Linked DNA regions of Macaca mulatta: region 1 is linked to region 2. Evidence: chromatin contacts called from public Hi-C data. All regions are on one chromosome and are shown on one strand. The core of a region is the stretch at or near the end of the contact, and the rest is flanking DNA. Distances in the headings are between cores, read along the strand shown. Region 1 holds the start of RNF213 (ring finger protein 213). Region 2 holds the start of CARD14 (caspase recruitment domain family member 14).

Region 1 (3,032 bases), core at 9-2,508, 130 kb before region 2:
TGAGCCACCGCGCCGGCCCCCTAAAGCATCTAATTGTTCCGTCTGCCCTAGGGGCCGAAAGACACAAGAGAGCGCCCCAGGCACCCAACACTGCTGCATTCAATACGCTTCCTGTCTTTTCTCTGCCATTTTTCCCCAAGCACAGACACTGCCTCCCAAATCAAAGCCCATCCCCCCAACCACAACCAAAGTCAACAAGGTGGGGGCAGGGAGAGGTCACCACCATGTTTGCACAGCTCCTTCCCCTCCCGGCCTAGACTCCCCCAGGACCCGGCCCACCGGCTTGCAGGCAGCCATCCGGGAGGGCTGCCCACTCCGGCCTTGAACCCCGCGCTCGGGCGACTTCGCCAAGTCGGGAGGACGCTGCGCGGTGCGGTCCGGAAGGGGCGATGCCTCCCTCGTAAAAGTTAGGAATCTGTTTTTGCAACTTCACTTTTCCGTTGTTGCAATTCGTGCAGGCGCAGGATTCCCGGGCGGAGCTGCAGGCCCCGGTCCGGCTGTCCCCGTCCACTACCCGCCCGTGCCCCGGCCACTTCCTGGGGGCAGCACCGCCGGGGCGCAAAAGCTCCTCCGCGCCCCGGGATGGGCGGGTCGGAAGCGCTCTGCGCTCCGGGGATGTCGCCGGGGTCCCATGGGTGCCTGCTGCCCCCACCCCGGCCCCTCCCGCAGCCGGGAAACAGGGTCGGTGGGCGCCGCGGGTGGGGCTGGACCGGGCACCCCGGCGGCGAAACCGAAACTTGGAGCCGGCAGGAAGAGGCGGCCGGGAGGGGCATCCGGACGCAGGCGCCGCTCCCCGGGACCGGGTCAACCCGCCCACCCGCGGGGCCCACTGCACCCTAGCCCGCTCCCCGCCCCGGGAGACTCTCCGCGTCCGCTCGCACCTGCGGCCCCCGAGCTCGCCGCCTGCCGCGCGCTGTCGCCCCTCGGGTCACGGGGCCCTGGGCCCGCCCTGCCCGCCGCCGCTGGACCCGCGCAGGCGTGTGCGGAATTCCCCGCCGGTGGCGCCTCCCAGTGACTCCGCGCCCCCAGCCCCCGGGAGGCGCCTCGGGCCGCTGCGCGCTGGGGACAGGCGCGGGAGGGGCCTAGGTTCCCGCCAGGCGTGGGGCGCATGCGGGTCTCCCGGAAGCCCAGACCCCGGGCGGGCCTGAGCAGTGGAGTGGGGCCGGACGGGTGCGCCCCCTGCCCCGGCGCCCAGCACCTCGGACAGTGTCCGCGGCCCGGCAGAGCGGGCGGTCGGCCTGGAAGCCGCCCAGAGGGCGCCTGGCGGGTGCAGTGGAGGTAGTCAGCGCGCTGCGTGGGGGCCTTTGCGTATTAAGGGATCTCCGCGGCCCCGCGCAGAGCGCGCTCTGTCACTGATGACGGAGGGGCCACACCGGCCGGCGCCATCCTCCGTGCCTCAGTTTCCTCATTTGTGAGGCTCACGGTGTAACCAGGGACCTCCGTTTTAAAATCGCCCACTTTCTTTTTCTTCCTTCCCCTCTCACCCCTTCATCCCGTCCCTCTCTGGACACTGCGCCTCTCTGCGCATTCCAGAGGGGATCCTCATCCTGAAACAATTTCCGGCGCGGAGCCCCAGCTGAATCCTCCTGCTTAGGGGGGCCGCCAACAATTAGTCCAACATCCTCGCCAGCCACCCCTCCTAACCGACAACTGCCCACGACAGCCATGGGAACAAGACACACAGACCCTGCCCCTACCCCACTCCCCACGGCGCCCATGGCAAGTTTCCCTAGAAGAACCCGATGGCAGCCTGGGCAACATAGAGAGACTCCATCTCTACAAAAAATCATTTTAAAAAATTAGCTGGCCGTGGTGGTGCACCTGTAGAGGCTGAGGCAAGAGGATCGTTTGAGCTCCAGGCTGCAGTGAGCCGTGATCATACCACTGCACTCCAGCCTGGACGACAAAGTGAGATCTTGCCTCAAAAATGAACAAACACAAAAACCTGAGGGTAAATTTTTAATTTTAAGATCTTTGTGTTTTGGAGATAGAGTCTCACTCTATACTCCAGGCTGGAGTGCAGTGTGCGATCTTGGCTCACTGCAACCTCCACCTCCCAGTTCAAGCGATTCTCATGCCTCAGCCTCCAGTAGCTGGGATTACAAGCACCCGCCACCACGCCTGGCTCATTTTTGTAATTTTAGTAGAGAGACGGGGTTTCTCCATGTTGGCCAGGCTGGTCTCAGACTCCTGACCTCAGGTGATCCACCTGCCTTGGCCTCCCAAAGTGCTGGAATTACAGGCATGAGCCACCGCACCCAGCCAAGGTGACACTTTAGAATGCTAGTTGGGCATCTTCTCACTTTACTGGGTCTCCGATTAAAACCTGCTTTTTCCTCCCACCAATCCTGACTGCACCACTGCACTCCAGCCTGAGCGAAAGAATGAGACTTTGTCTCTAAACAGTTAATTTCAACTGTTTCTTTTGACTTTTTCAATATGACTAGTCAAAATGTTTAAATGACTTGCATGGCTCACATTGGTGGCTTGCATGATTTTTCTGTGGGACAGTGCTGTCTCCGTGATCGCAGTCTGCCTCTACCAGCTGCTGCAGCAAGTACACGTAAGCCCTTGGAGCTTTGCCTCTTGCCCATGTAACAGTGCTGGGCTGGAATGCTGCTCAGCAGAGTGCCCTCCTCCGCTCTGCCATTTTCACCCCATGGCTTTGGAGGGCACCCAAAAAATCATCTCCATCCTAGGCAGCAGAAGGCGGGAAGGAGGCTGGAGGGGGAGGTTGTTATTGGCTGGGTTTAGAAATGGCACACACGCTTCTCACACTTCATGTGCTGTGTATGCTTGCCAGGCTGTTGAGACATAGGACCCCAGACCAGAGGGGTTAAACATGTGGATGAAAAGAGTCAAACTCTGTAAAATATTTGAAGAGATTTATTCTGAGCCAAGTATGAGTAGCCATGGTTTCACTCACGTCCGTGTGAAGAGACCATCAAACAGACTTTGTGTGAGCAATAAAGCTTTTTTCTTTTTTTTTTTTTTTTTTTTGAGGCAGAGTTTCACTCTTGTTGCCGAGGCTG
Region 2 (2,700 bases), core at 200-2,699:
AAACTCCATCTCTACTAAAAATACAAAAATTAGCTGGGTGTAGTGGCGCGAGGCTGAGGCAGGAGAACGGCATGAACCTGGGGGGCGGAGCTTGCAGTGAGCCTAGGTCACGACACTGCACTCTAGCCTGGGTGACAGAGCAAGACTCCGTCCAAAAAAAAAATGACACAGCTGGTGCTCGTGGAAATTTTTACTTTTCCCACAGTTAAAAACATGATTCTCAACAGCGTGAACTGCCCTTCAAAGATGATGGAGCTGCTTCAAAGTGCATTAGAGGAGCTGGGTATGTAGAAGCACTTCAAGTGTCAGATAAGAAAGTGGTTAGGACTGTGCGTAGCAGCGGCACCTGTGGTCCCAGGTACTCTGGAGGCTGAGGCGGGAGGATCGCCTGGGCTTGGGAGGTGGAGGCTGCAGTGAACGGAGATCGTGCCATAGCACTCCAACCTGGGCGACAGAGCCAGGCTCTGTCTCAAAACAAATGAACTAAAAGCAGGTTAAGATGCGCAACTGATTACCGTTCTGCTGGGCAATTACATGATCCCGTCTGGGTTATCTTTGCTGCAGGACACGCATTATTAACACCGTCTAGACAGGAGGCTTTCATTAAGAGTAAATTGCAGGCTCTGCGTGTATTTTACTTTATAACAGCTGCTTGCCGGGCACAGTGGCTCATGTCTGTAATCCCAGCACCTTGGGAGGCCAGGGCGGGCGGATCACCTGAGGCTCAGGAGTTCAAGACCAGCTTGGACAACCCTAACCCCCACCCTTCCCCCAACACCGTCTCTACAAAAAATTTAAAAAAATTAGTCGGACATGATGGCGCGCGCCTGAGGTCCCAGCTACTCCAGAGGCGGAGGCTACAGTGAGCCCTGATCCCACCGCCGCACTCCAGCCTGGGCGACAAAGAGAGACCCTGTCTCCAACTGACCAGGCAAACGGCGAAAACACACACAGGCGCGTCCCCAAAGAAAGACACCGGCATTAGAGGCCCTGGCCCTCCCCAGCGCAGACCCGCCCGAGCCCAGCGCCGCGCCGGCGCCCACCACCGGGGGCCGTGAGGGTTTCCACCCGAATCTCCCCGGCGAGCTGGGCGCCCCCACTACGGGTCCGCGACGCAGTCCACCCAATGCGGGCCCGAGAGAGGACCCGTGTTCGTCCTCTTCATTCGAGGCAGGGCTGTGTGGCGACGCCACCCGGACTGGAGGCCCCTGGCGGCCCCCAGCCTGTTGTCAGGGGATTCAGGGCCGCACGCCGCTCAAAGAGCCTTCGCGTCCCAAACTCCCGCAACCGCCACAAAACGCCACCAACTCTGGAAATCCACCCGCTTCCGTACCTTTTATAAGGAACCGGGTGCCCCGCCCTCAACGAGATCCCGCGAGAACTGCATATGGCGCGAGAGCAGAAACACCTTACTTTTTCCTGCGGCAAACGCCCAGTTCCCTTTCAAGTGACGAAGAGTGCCCCGCCCCAGAGGCGGGGTCGCCTCGCGCGCACGTACGCACGCACATACGCACGTACGCACGTCTTACGCTTTCTCACGCTAAGGCGTCAGTTCTCGGCCCCGGCAGCGAGAGGAGTCGGGAGGTGGTTTACGCTGTGGCGCGCGCTGTGCTCTTCCGCGGACTCTAAATCATGGCGACCACGGCCACGATGGCGACCTCGGGCTCGGCGCGAAAGCGTCTGCTCAAAGAGGAAGACATGACCAAAGTGGAATTCGAGACCAGCGAGGAGGTGGATGTGACCCCCACGTTCGACACCATGGGCCTGCGGGAGGACCTACTGCGGGGCATCTACGCTTACGGTGAGTGGGCGCGGGCCGCGGGGGCCAGCTGGCGGCGAGCCGGGGGCTGAGAGCCCGACTGGTGACTCCCGGGCCGGCCCTGCACTCCGGAGGTCGTGGTCAGGGTCGAGGCTCGGGGGCCAGTGACGTGCGACCCCCACCCCCACCCCTGCCCTCACGCCTGGCTGTGTCGGCGCGTTCGCTGTGTGTCCCCTGTGCAGAGCTCGGCGCTGGGTCCGTCGGGGGCTACAGCCGCTTCGAGGCACCTCGGAGTCGTTCATTCAGCAGATAACTGTTTTGTACCTACTAACTTTTCTAGTTACTGGGGTTTTGGCGGTAAACCAGATGGGTTTGCGCCTTTACGGGTTTTGAATTTCCTTTGAGGGGACAGCATGCGGTCAGATTGCCCAGGCAGTGGTTGTTGCTGGGAAGAACCCGAAGCTAGGTAATTGAATAGAGTGGGCCTGGGAAGGAGGAGATAATTAGTAAAGCAGAGAGGTAAGGGGGTTCGCAGGAGGGGGTGCCATTTGAGCAGAGGTATGGATGAAGGAGACTTTTAGGAGAGGAGGGAAGAGCAGTTGGGGCAGAAGGAACAGCTGGTGCCAGGGCTTTGCAGCCCTTAGCCAGCTGCATTCCAGGAACTGAAAGAAGTCCCCTGTGGTGGGATTTTGGAGAGCTAGTCAGGGGCCAGATTTAGCAAAGACGTGTAGGGGTGACGAATAATTTGAATTTCATTTGGAAATCTAGTGGGAAGCCACTGGAATGTAGTAAGTAGCTATGTGACACGATCACATTTACAGCTTTAAAGAGTCTTCTGGGTGTCTGTGAATTTCAGGTGAGGCGAGGCAGGGCAGGAGAGGAAACAAGAGTTGGGAAGCTTTTGCTCCAGTTCAGGGAAGAGAGGATTGTGCTGCCTTGGA

Evidence for each region. Hi-C and Micro-C count contacts between places; a contact is called where the count stands out from the background.
Region 1: a Hi-C map of liver shows a contact between it and region 2, with 1.6 times the contacts expected there. The contact joins the promoter of RNF213 here to the promoter of CARD14 in region 2. A contact is called at or near these places in 2 of 14 Hi-C or Micro-C datasets (CD4 T cells and liver).

Annotation. Positions count from the first base shown.
Region 1 is chr16:89,962,969-89,966,000 of T2T-MMU8v2.0, reverse strand. RNF213 (ring finger protein 213) reads right to left here and starts at 1,258. Exons shown (of 69, transcript XM_077973145.1): 1 at 882-1,258. The region is part of intron 16 of SLC26A11 (solute carrier family 26 member 11); the gene reads right to left. LOC144336053 (a long non-coding RNA gene) reads left to right here and starts at 2,974. Exons shown (of 2, transcript XR_013407453.1): 1 at 2,974-3,032.
Region 2 is chr16:89,835,736-89,838,435 of T2T-MMU8v2.0, reverse strand. CARD14 (caspase recruitment domain family member 14) reads right to left here and starts at 1,449. Exons shown (of 28, transcript XM_077973151.1): 1 at 1,334-1,449. EIF4A3 (eukaryotic translation initiation factor 4A3) reads left to right here and starts at 1,590. Exons shown (of 12, transcript NM_001266416.1): 1 at 1,590-1,801. The coding sequence starts at 1,633.